Regions from separate parts of the Mus musculus genome. Here region 1 is linked to region 2. The links are chromatin contacts, called in public promoter capture Hi-C maps. All regions are on one chromosome and are shown on one strand. The core of a region is the stretch at or near the end of the contact, and the rest is flanking DNA. Distances in the headings are between cores, read along the strand shown. Region 1 holds the start of Rnf138rt1 (ring finger protein 138, retrogene 1). Region 2 holds the start of Car5b (carbonic anhydrase 5b, mitochondrial).

Region 1 (6,129 bases), core at 1,431-3,930, 270 kb after region 2:
AACGGAGGATACTCGCTTTTGCTGGTCATGAATATGGCCAATAAAAAGGGCCATGGCAGAGTTCTGTGTGCAATACAAGGTTGTATTGCCTTGGGAAAATCCCCCGAAGTCAGATCTACTGAGTTGTGTGTTAAATGTAAGTTTGATTTAATAAGAAAGCACCAGAGTGTTTCCCATGACATTTCAGAGCTCAGATCCAAGACCGCTCTGGCTCCTCCCCATCCTGACTCCTTACCCTGCTTCATAGTATCTGATTCTGTTGCATAGCATTGGGACAGTCTTTAAAAATTATTTCTTTTATTTTATGTGTCTGTGCCCTAGTGTATGTCGGTGCACCACATGTGTGCAGGAGCCCTTTGATGTCAGAGGGCATATCCCTTGGAACTGGAGTTACTATGGATGTGATTGTCCCTGTGGGTATTGGGAGCTAAGTCCCCTGCAAGAGTAGTAAGTGCTCTTAACTGCCAAGGTGCCTCTGGCCCCTATTTTGGTCTTTCTAATAGTTGCATATAGTATCTCACTGTGGTCTGAATTTGCCTATTCAGAGGACTAACAATGTTGGCTGTCTTTTAATGTGCGTATTCACCATTTGTACATCTTATTTAGTGAAGCACTTGTTCAAATATTTTGTTTATTTGTCTTCTTTATTTTTCTTGCTATATACAGGCTAGGGTGGTCTTGAACGCATGCTTATTCTCCTGTCTTAGCCTCTTGAGTGCTAGGGCTACAGGCCTAGGTCTCTGCCCATTTTCATTGAATTGTCTTTTTACTTTACAATTCTCTCTCTCTCTCTCCCTCCCCCCCCTCACACACACACACACACACACACACACACACACACACACACGTATAAGTGGACCTGAAGTAATAATCCTTAGCATCAAGGAAATATGGGAGAGCATTTTTTTTCTGTTTTCTGTGATGTGAGCTAGTGATGGATTAGGACAACTGTAGTGGCAGCCACTGCTGTCTGCCTGAGCTAGCTCTCTCCCCCTCCTTTCTGCTCCCTTTGGATTGGGGTAGGTGGGAAAGCTCCATTTGCAGTGCCATTTAAAATAGTGGTGGTAGCAATGCTACCTTCCTGAAGTTGAACAGCAAATCTGGAACTGTTTCTACTCTCTGAGCCAGAAAAAAATCCCAAGCTTATTATCAATGGTTATTAAGCTGTCACCTCCAGGTTAACAGTGGACTACTGCTCCTATCACTTCTGCTTAAAGCCTCATATTTCCTAACAAGGCTTGTGATTTTGAAAGAAAGAGTAATGGGAACCTGAAGTCTGGAAGGATGCACCATCGATACTGGGAGGATTCAGTCTCCATGGTGGAAATCCATATGTATGTCATAAATCCATAGACGCCTGGAATACAGTTTAGAAATATTATGGGCCAATTATTTTAGACATCCTACAGGAAGTGGGTAAGTTGTGAAATCTATGTACAGCACACTGGGTAGCTGGTTAATAAGACACTGTTTGCTAGGAAACAGTTCCATGGAGAACACGTTTGGGATACCATCTCACTTGATATTTTCAGAAGTCTATGAACAATTTCAATTGCAGCCCACGGTGCCATTTTACAGATGAGCAATCAGAGGCTCTTGGTGTGCCTTTTGTATTTCAACACTTCTCCCCCCCCCCCGTGTGTGTGTTTGTGTTCACCTTTTGGATTTAGCATACCTGAGCACCCTCAGGGGAGTGCCCAGGGAAGGACAGGCAGCAATGATGAAGGTAAAAGCTACATTTTTAGCTAAGTCTTGGGTGAGAATTTTTTAAGTGAATAAAAATAAAGTCTCTCGAAGATATGCACTATCACTGTCAGTGGCTCTGGGTGACAAGGGACACTGAGTAGAAACTCAGAAGTGCATGGTGATGGCGAAGGGTCAGGCTCTTGCTCTTGTCGGAACATCTAGGACATCACTAATTTGTTGGGTGATATGAGAGAAAATATTTCATCTGCCTGGACCTCAGAGTAGATAATTTCTCAAGCTCATATACAGTTAACATCACACAATTTCTTGCTTGGCTTTGTAGAACAGATGGGAAAAATCCTAAAGCAGGGGTCTGGTAAGAGGTCAGCTATTTAGCTTGTAGATTTCTGCTTTGGATCTATGGGCCTCACCTGTCTAGTTTAAGGACTGAGAGGTTTCTCAGTTCTCATTAATGAAAGGAGAGGACTGACAAGCTGAATTAGTGAATTTTAGGAATTTTAAATGATGCACGCTGAAGAGTAAAGAAACGTGGTATATACAGGAGAGCCAATATACTGTTACACACAGTAGCCTGATAGCAGTGGTCCACATAGAATGATCACTTAGGTACCTGGAGGACTTTATGAAGACGTAGGGATTAAATCCAGCGGCTTGCGCTTGCAATCGAATCACCAAGCTGTGCTGGCGGATCTCTTTGTACTCTTCCCAGACAGGGGCTCCCTAAATCTCTCAGTCTGGGTTTGAACTCGCGATCATACTGCCTCAGCACCCCTTAATGGCTAGGATTACAAGCCTGCGCCACTAGGCCCAGCTGGATTTAAAAACAAAAACAGAAAACAAACAAACAAAAAAAAACTTGGTAAAGTAAGCGGACCTGGCAGCTTACGTCACAACCAGCTGAAGGCGCGACGCGCTGGTTGCTATGGAGGCCGTCCTATTGACCCCGCCTCCGGCTCTCCTGTGGCTATCCACTCTGCAGTGACCAACCAGCCTGGCAGGCAGCAGTTACCTCTCAACTGATGGCTGAATAGGAGGTATCTCCATCACCATGAGCTTCGGGTCTGGCGGGTTCTGAGGCTCATAAGAACAGAGCATCACCCGTCATTCGCTGGAGATCCAGTGGTCTGAAGCTCACTCAACTGCTGGACAGAAAGGCGCTGAAATCGGACTGCAGCAGGGGACCACCTGTCTGCGGATCTGCCGCGGAGAGAGCTTGACCCAAAGCGCTGCTTGGAGAGGATCCGGAGGGGAGCTCTGAGCCGCCACCGCCACCTTGGCAGCCGCGAGCCGCCATCGCCTTGGGCTTCTACCGGTCGCCACTATGGCCGAGGAAGAATCTGCCTCCACCACGTCTTATACTGAAGATGATTTCTACTGTCCGATATGCCAAGAAGTCTTCAAAACGCCAGTTCGGGTCGCGGCCTGTAAGCATGTTTTCTGCAGAAAATGTTTCCTGAGTGCAATGAAGGAGAGCCGGCTCCACTGCCCCCTGTGCCGTGGAAATGTGACTAGAAGAGAAAGAGCTTGTCCAGTGAGGGCTGTAGACCTCGAAACCATCATGAGACATTTTCCTGGTAATTGCCGATGCTGTTCCCAGCGCGTTGAACTCTATCGTATGAGGCAGCACTACAAAACTTGCGAAAAGTACCAGGATGAATTTGGAGTTTCTACATCTGTTTCAAGCTTCCAACAGTCTCCAAACTCCGTGGGCAACAGTAACAACGAGGCACCGGCCTCAGCGAATGCTGAGGTTTTACAAGAAGAGGAAGAGAACGCAAGCCCACCTGATGAGCCCACCTTCGATTGTCCTCTGTGTGAAGAAGTAACCATGAGCAGGCAACGTTTGCTGGATCATTGCAACAGCAGCCACCGAGGTCGTGTCGTTTCAGTCACTTGCCCAATTTGCCTATCTCTTCCATGGGGCGACCCGCCTCAACTCACCAGAAATTTTGTTAGTCACCTTAATCAGAGGCATCAGTTTGATTACGGAGATTTCGTGAATCTTCAGCTGGATGAGGAAACCCAATTTCAGATCGCCATTGAAGAGTCCTTCCACGTCAACATCTAGAGGGACTGTACTCATTTCTACAATTGTTCCTAAGGGACAATTTACATTAAAACATCCCTTCAATAACTTGATGTTTTAAATAAAAGTGATCAGTCTGACCTTTTAGTTTTTCTTTCATTACAAATCGAAATTATGTTAAAACTTAGTCCCTTGGACAAGAGGATCAGGGAGGGGGAAGGAAGAGGACAGAAGAGGAGTGGGGAGGGATGGGAGAGAAGAAAAGAGGGTGGGGATCAGGAATGGGGAGGAGCAAGGGAAGAGATAGTATGTGGGGCTGGGTGGGGTGGCACATGCCTTTAATCCCAGCACTAGGGAGGCAGAGACAGGTGGATTTCTGAGTTCGAGGCCAGCCTGGTCTACAAAGTGAGTTCCAGGACAGGAGAGAGAGAGAGAGAGAGAGAGAGAGAGAGAGAGAGAGAGAGGGTATGTGGGGAGGAGGGATGGGTGAGAAGAGAAACACAGGAGGGGGACAGCAAGGAGGGAGAGGAATGGAAAAGAGGAAGTGGGTAAGGGAAGAGAGATAGGAGGAGTAGGGAAGGAGGGAGGTAAATGGAAAAGGAGTGGGAAGGATGGGGAAGAATACAGATAGGAGGGGTGGGAGATGGAGGAGGGAGATGAATGGGGAAGGGGAGGGGGAAGGCATGGGAGAGAACAGAGATGGGAGGAGGAGTGGGGCGAGGAGGGGGATGAGTGGGAAATGGAAGGGATGGCAGAGAAGAGAGATGGGAGGAGGGGTGGGACAAGGAGGAGGGGGATGAGTGGGAAATGGAAGGCATGGGAGAGAACAGAGATGGGAGGAGGGGTGGGAGGAGGAGGGGGATGAATGGGAAATGGAAGGGATGAGGGAGAAGAGAGATGGGAGGAGGGATGGGACAAGGAGGAGGGGGATGAGTGGGAAATGGAAGGGATGGCAGAGAAGAGAGATGGGAGGAGGGGCGGGACAAGGAGGAGGGGGATGAGTGAGAAATGGAAGGCATGGGAGAGAACAGAGATGGGAGGAGGGGTGGGAGGAGGAGGGGGATGAATGGGAAATGGAAGGGATGAGGGAGAAGAGAGATGGGAGGAGGGATGGGACAAGGAGGAAGGGGATGAGTGGGAAATGAAAGGGATGGGGGAGAAGAGAGATGGGAGGAGGGGCGGGACAAGGAGGAGGGGGATGAATGGGAAGTGGAAGGGATGAGGGAGAAGAGAGATGGGAGGAGGGGCGGGACAAGGAGGAGGGGGATCAATGAGAAATGGAAGGAGAAGGGGTGAGAGAATAGAGATGGGAGTTGGGGTGGGACAGGGAGGAGGGAGGGGATGAGTGGGAAAGGGGAGCAGGGGTGGGACAGAGAGGAGGGAGGGGATGAATGGGAGAGGGGAGGAGGGATTGGAAAGAACAGGGATGGTAGGAAGGGGCAGGGAAGGGTGGAAATGAATGGGAAAGGGATGGGGGATGGGAGTGAGAGGGAATGAGGAGAAAGGAAGAGGGGTAAGGAGAAAGAGGAGGGACTGGGGAGAGATGTGGAAAGAAGGGGAGGGGTGACAGAGGACAGTAGTGGGTGTATGGAGGGGAGGTACAGTGATATCTAAAATGAAAATGTTATGACAAGGAATTTTTTTTGTACGTTAATTTTAAAAGCTTAAAAAGAAAAACCCAAGAAAAAGGGGCGACAAACTGTAAACTTCACAAACCCATCTGTGAGGACTAAGTAGCTGGCAGTCCCTGTAACACTTGTCTTTATGGCTAATTACCTCTTCAGTCTATCTTCTAATAAGGTTGATTTGAAAAAGAAAGAAAGGTTCTTTGGTGAAACAGAACAAAATGAGCCAGAATGGCTCAGTGAGAGAGTGAGCCAGAATGGCTCTGTGAGAGAGTGGAAGGTTAACCGTTCGTTACCTTTGCTCACTTTCACAGACTGTGGCACAGGAACAACACTGACCTATTTACTGACCTTACTGTGCTTCCTATACAGGAGGCTGGTCTGCAATTTATCCTTCTGCCTCCACTTCCCAAGCACTGAGATTACAGGTATGTGCTGTTAGAGCCATTTTATACAATGTTGGGAATAAAATTAGGGCTCTGTGCAGGCTTGAAAAACAGCCACCAACTGAGCCACACCCATAGCCAGAACTTCTTAACGGTTTTTTAAAAAAAAATATTTATTTATTTAATTTTAAGTATATGACTACACTGTAGCTGTACAGGTGGTTGTGAGCCACCATGTGGTTGCTGGGATTTGAACTTAGGACCTCCGAAAGAGCAGTCAGAGCTCTTAACCGCTGAGCCATCTCTCCAGCCCTCTTAATGTTTTCTTTTTTTTTTTTTTTTAAAGAATTATCCTTTCACAATTTCATTAGATAGATACCATGTA
Region 2 (5,901 bases), core at 740-3,239:
GCCACCACTGCCCAACTAAAGTGTGATTTGAGATGCATACATGCTTGTACTGTGAACAGAAAGTGATAGATGTTCAGTTTTGTTATGTATTGCTCTATTTGTAGCCAAAGTTGCTTTAAAAACTAATTATCATTAGCAGTAGGCTATAGATGTGATGTTTTTTGTTTTGTTTTGTTTTGTTTTAAGATAAACTAGTTTGTCTCTTGTTCGAGATACCTGAAAGCTTTTTTAAAGAAATGTATTTTCAGTGGCTGGAGAGATGGCTCAGAGGTTAAGGTCACTCTCTGGTCTTGCAGAAAACCAGGGTTTGGTTCCAGCACCCACATGGCAGCTCATAACCATCCATACTTCCAGTTCTAGGGGCTCCAACACTGTCTTCTGACCTCCATGGGTACCAGGCATACATATGGGGTGTGTGTGTGTGTGTGTGTATTTACATATATATATATATATATACATATATATATATATATTTACAAAACACTCAAGCACACAAAAAATTTTTTAATCTGAAAAAAAATATTTTAAGGAAAGAAGTGCATGTTCATGGCATCGAGGAGGAGAAGGAACTGTGACTATTAAATGCTCTTCACCTACCAACTCCTTGCTACATCTTCCCTTTTGACTTTTTTGGGGGGGAGGGGTTGTCACATCCCAACCTGAGTTGGGGCAACATCCAACCATCAGCACCTTGAGGTTTGTCTTGTTTGCCAGAGGAGTATCTACACCGTAAATGTGATTTGAATGAATGAGTCAGGGACTTAAGTACAAGGGCAGCAAGCTGGTTGTAACTTCTCCACATTTTTTGGGGTGGGGAGACTTGAAGGAGGAAGGATAACTGAATATATACTCTCAGAGCACTGAGTCACAACCAGAGTTTCAGTTAGTTTAGTGTCAAAACAATCAGTCTCAATATAGCAAGATGGTGCTGGTCACCTAAGAAAAATCATCTGTAAGAGACTACAGGAAAGACTGGAGACTGTTTGATGCCTCTGCCTCTGCCTCTGCCTCTGCCTCTGCCTCTGCCTCTGCCTCTGCCTCTGCCTCTGCCTCTGCCTCTGCCTCTGCCTCTGCCTCTGCCTCTGCCTCTGCCTCTGCCTCTGCCTCTGCCTCTGCCTCTGCCTCTGCCTCTGCCTCTGCCTCTGCCTCTGCCTCTGCCTTGCATTTAAAGTCAGATAAGGCCGGCGGGCTAGAACACAATGTCACAGTCCTGCTTTTCTTTTAATTACCTTTTTGTATTTTATTTTTATTTTTTTATGTTGATTGGTGTTTTGTCTGCATGTATGTCTATATGAGGGTGTCAGAAGGCCTTGAATTGGAGCTAGTTAGACAGGTATGAGCTGCCATGTGGTTGCTGGGAGTTAAATCCAGGTCCTCTGGAAGAATAGTCAGTGTTCTTATCCACTGAGCCATCTCTCCAGCCCCAGTCCAGTTTTAGAAGGATTTACAAACTGGCTGGAAGGACCATGAACCCACAGTTCAAGTTCAAAGGATGTTTAGAAACTTGGGTAAATTGAGCTGAATGGTAATGGGAAAAAATGTATCCAGCATTTCTTTCGCTGGGGGTCACCTGGCCCTAGCTTGTCAAAATCATGATATTCTGAGATGGATGAAACTTAAGGAAAGACACTTTTTAGACCAGGCTTTTAGGCCAGCAGTCAGATTTTATCCAAGAATTGTTACTTTTATCCCAGAAACGTTGCCTGTGGCAAGCAGAGAAGGGAGCAGGGTTGACCGGGTTAGGAGGTTCTCCTCCTCCCCCCCCCCCCCATCCCGTTCTGAAGGAACTCAGAGGCGTGGCTCGGGCTGAGGGGCGTGGCTTAAGTTAGAAGTGGTCTGTTAGGCCAGAGAGCAGAGGCACGCCAGGTCTAAATGGGGCGGGATTAGGGCGGTCCCAATGGCTCTAGCAGTGCTTGAAGAGCTGGGGGCGTGGCTTCTGGGAGGCGTGGCACGGGCGCCAAGGGGCGAGGCCTTGATGGACAGTAGCCAGTAGCTGGTCCTGGGAAGCTAACTTGCCAGTGGCACTTGTTAAGTGCTGTTGGAGAAACGGAGAAAAACGTCCAGGTAAGGATGGGCAGCCGAGCGGAGTGGGAACCTCAGGGAGGTTGGAAAGATCCAGAGAGGACCGCAACTCTTCTCCGAACCCTCCACCCCACAGATCCGGCAGTGACAGCTGTTGGTTCTGCCAGTCTTGCCTCAGTTCCAGCGGGCCTGACTAGGCTTGGTCCTCTCTGCCCTAGCCCCCTTTCTCTACTATTCAGAGTCCCCAGAATCCTTCACATTTTTTTTCACTTGAGAGAATTGGGGGGTGGGGGTGGGGGCGCATGGGAGGAGCAGTCCCTTGTGAGGGCATGTTGCCTGAGTTGGTTGAATCTAAGTTAAAAAAAAAGTTCAGCCTGTTTAAAAAAAAACAAAATAAAACAAAAAAACAGCTGGAGACATGGGTAAAAGCTACCAGTTCTGAGACTGCGTAGAAACTGAGGCACAGTTAAGACTCTCCCTCTGGTGTTTCTTCTTCATCCCCACCCCCACTTAGCCTGGAGCTGGGGACAGGCTCACAGCCATCCCCAGGCTGTGGAGCACTGTCACAGCACTGTTTGCAGAAATCAGAAACGTTTTCACTTTGGCCTTAACTTTTTTTGTGCCCCGCCCTAGACCTAGAGGAGAGGTACCTCCAAAATATAGAATGGTTGGTGGCTGTTCTAGTTTGCGTGCGACATTCTTTGTTAAGTATTTCTGACCCCGGGGCTGGTTGGCAACCTTTTGATATTAATTTCAGTGCCCTCCCTTTTTATGTTTGAGAAACATTGGGCACTAATGGGCACACCTTGGTTCCGGACAACTTGTGCCTTCTCAGCCATTGAAAAACCACTTTGCCTTCCACTTCCTGGTCTCCTTTGTTGGTAATCTGGTATCTTTACATGCTGCTGTTTAAAGACCTAGCTAGATTAGGAACAGAACAGAAGTAAGCTCCATTTTTTTTTCTTGTGAGAGAAACTGCCATGGATCCCTGAGCAGTCCCCGCACATTGCCCTGAGTAGCTGATGTTCACAGGTATGTTGGATGCAGAAAACCTTTCTTATTCTTAGGAGTTTCATCCTTAATTCACAACCTTTAAAATTAGGCTGGAAGGCCTTGAAAGGCCAAGGAGTAAGGGTACCACTCTCAGATGGGAGTCATGCTCCCAGGGAAGAAGTGGGTGAGAGGAGGAAGCTGAGCTTTCTCCATCAAGATTTGGCAAGATAATCTCTAATTCAGATTTGAGGAGTTGCAAAAGGCCTGCTTCCTTTTGAAATCAGGAGTCAATCTGATGAGAAACACACAGTTTCTTTCCATGTGATTGTAACCTTTATTCAGAGTACATTTTCTTTCTGCTGTCTGTTTTGCACAGAGAAAGTTTAATCAGGCAGAGTTCACACAACCTATCACAGTAAATTCCCAATTCATCAATGATTCTTTAGTAGCTTTTCACACTTCTTTCTCCTTGCACACATTTCTAAGTTAGCAAAGCATCAGACCTGTCAATAAAATCCAAGGGGCTACGTGAAGAATCAGCGCTGGCAAAGGGAACATATGTGTGGAAAGCTTAGCTTCCCCGTGGCACATTGATACAGCTCTCTGAGCAAATGGGAGCATGGGTGCATTTTTCGGGAAACACAGTAATAAGTGGTGGTAGATCACTAAGATGTGGTATGTTTGATAGTTCAACTTTATTTACTGTTTAACAGATTGGACAGTATGAGTTCAGTAAGTAAGTTATAAATAACCAACTCTCAAGAAATTTACTTTCAGTTTAACAGAAGGGATTGACCCTAGACTTGAACATTAAAACAAATTCAAGTATTGTTATAGGTAGTGTAGCCTAGTGGTAATTAAGATGAGTTTCTACTTATTTCGATTTTCTTCGAACTCTGTTCACACCCGACCAACGGTTTTCAGTTCTTTCTGGACTCATCATTCCCTTGTGGGCAGGTGCACCCTTAATTGTCCCTTTCTGCCAGCCTGCCTTGGTACACCTGTACCTCTTGGAGTTTTGTGTGTGTGTCTAGCTTTGTAATGGCTCCTGGGCACCAGAACCAGGTTGCCAACTACCCTGGAGCTTTCCTCTTGGCTCTCCCCTTGATGTCTCCAATTGAGTGCAATAGATGGTAAGACCGCCATGTTTCCTTGTTTCTCATGCCAGGTTCTGTTTCTCTGTTCAAGGATTAATTCTTATTCTGCCAACTGGACACTCTTGATGCCTCCTTCTATTTGTTCATCGAGGGTAGGCCCTACTGCCTTCCTTCTAATGTCAAAATAGCAGTCTACCACTGAGCTACACTCCTAGCACCCTTGACCAGTGTGTGACTATTGTTTGTTTGATTTTTTTTTTTGGTTTGTTTTAACTCTGATTGGCCTGTCATTTGCTATGCAGCCCAGACTGACCACAAACTCACCATGATCCTCCTGCCTCAGCTTCCCAAGTTCTGGGATTATAGATGTGTAACATACCCAGCTCCAAGGCAACTTTTGTTTTTTGTTTTTTGTTTTGTTTTGTTTTGTTTTTCGAGACAGGGTTTCTGTGTGTAGCCCTGACTGTCCTGGAGCTCACACTGTATACCAGACTGGCCTCGAACTCAGAAATCCGCCTGCCTCTGCCTCCCGAGTGCTGGGATTAAAGGTGTGCGCCACCACGCCCAGCAAGCAACTTTTACTAGGTAACAGTAAGTGACTCCCTCCCCCCACCCCGTGTATATATATATCAGATTTGCTCTTCTTTAGGACAAAAAAAATCCCCATTTTTGCCCCCATTTCCCTGAGAGTACTGTTCTCAACTTGGAACAACTTTTTCCACCATCTGGCAATGTATAGAGATATTTTTGTTTTTCTAACTCTGGTGTAGGTGCTAGTAGTTTCTACTGAAGCCTAGATAGTATAGATACAGATAAACACTCCACAATTCACAGGACGGCCCCTAGAAACCAGAAGTCTTCTGGTTAACAATGCCATGTTTGGGAAGCTTTGGTTTAGAGAAAGAGCCATTATTATGGTCTAGAAGTAGGTGACACCCGTTGCCTCTGCATCTCATTGGCTCATTGCTTGTTTGTCTTTTCTAGTCACTTTGCTTTGGCTCTGTTAGCCCCCTTCAATATGGCAGGGTTGTTCCTACTTTTGGATCTTCCCACAAACACTTTGTTTACTTAGAATCCCTTTCTTTAGATAGCTATTTAACAAATAAGGGTAGAGACCCCTTTCAGTCCTTATCTCAAATGTCACCTTGTCAATTAGGCCAAATATAACACTCCCAGTCCAGTGGCACTCCAGATTCACTATGTCCTGATCCATATAGTTCATTGAATGTACTTGAATAGAAGCTATAACTGACGACTACACACGACTTGTTTACTAGCTGTTTCTCCCTAAAACCTAAGCTTCACAGGGGTAGGATCTTTGCTTTCTTCCCCTGAGCCTAGAAGAGTGTCTGGCATTTAAAAGATATTCAGTTACTCTATTGAAGAAACTAAAAATGAACGAAGGATGACTGAAGTACTCACCTCCTCCTTGACTCGTCTGGCTCTCCTCTTCCTACTTCTACCCATCCTGTGCTCTGCTGCCAGTGCCATCAGAAATCATCCATTACGTGAAAGAACATCCAAAAGGCTTCTAGCCACCTCCCAAATCAATCTCAGATCCTCATCCAGCACTGCCTTCCACTGCAAGCCCGGCTATCTGTTAGGCCTGGGCCATTGCAGGTATTAATAGAAGGCTTGGGGTGATGAGAAGGAGGTTCAGGTAGTTTTTGACCTAGTTTCAAGAAAGAGATTTTGAATTAAATGTATTTAGTAATATATAAATAAGTATATCTATGGTCTTATGTAATACACACACACACACACACACACACACACACACACACACACA

Evidence for each region. Promoter capture Hi-C pulls out the DNA fragments that hold promoters and counts their contacts.
Region 1: a promoter capture Hi-C map of stem cell-derived epiblast-like cells shows a contact between it and region 2, with 4 times the contacts expected there. The contact joins the promoter of Rnf138rt1 here to the promoter of Car5b in region 2. A contact is called at or near these places in 2 of 39 promoter capture datasets (the C10 cell line and stem cell-derived epiblast-like cells).

The regions. Positions count from the first base shown.
Region 1 is chrX:163,757,883-163,764,011 of GRCm38.p6, reverse strand. Rnf138rt1 (ring finger protein 138, retrogene 1) reads left to right here and starts at 2,680. Exons shown (of 1, transcript NM_028842.3): 1 at 2,680-3,873. The coding sequence starts at 3,029. The coding sequence ends at 3,775.
Region 2 is chrX:164,024,098-164,029,998 of GRCm38.p6, reverse strand. It overlaps Car5b (carbonic anhydrase 5b, mitochondrial), which reads left to right and starts at 1,989. Exons shown (of 8, transcript NM_181315.4): 1 at 1,989-2,064.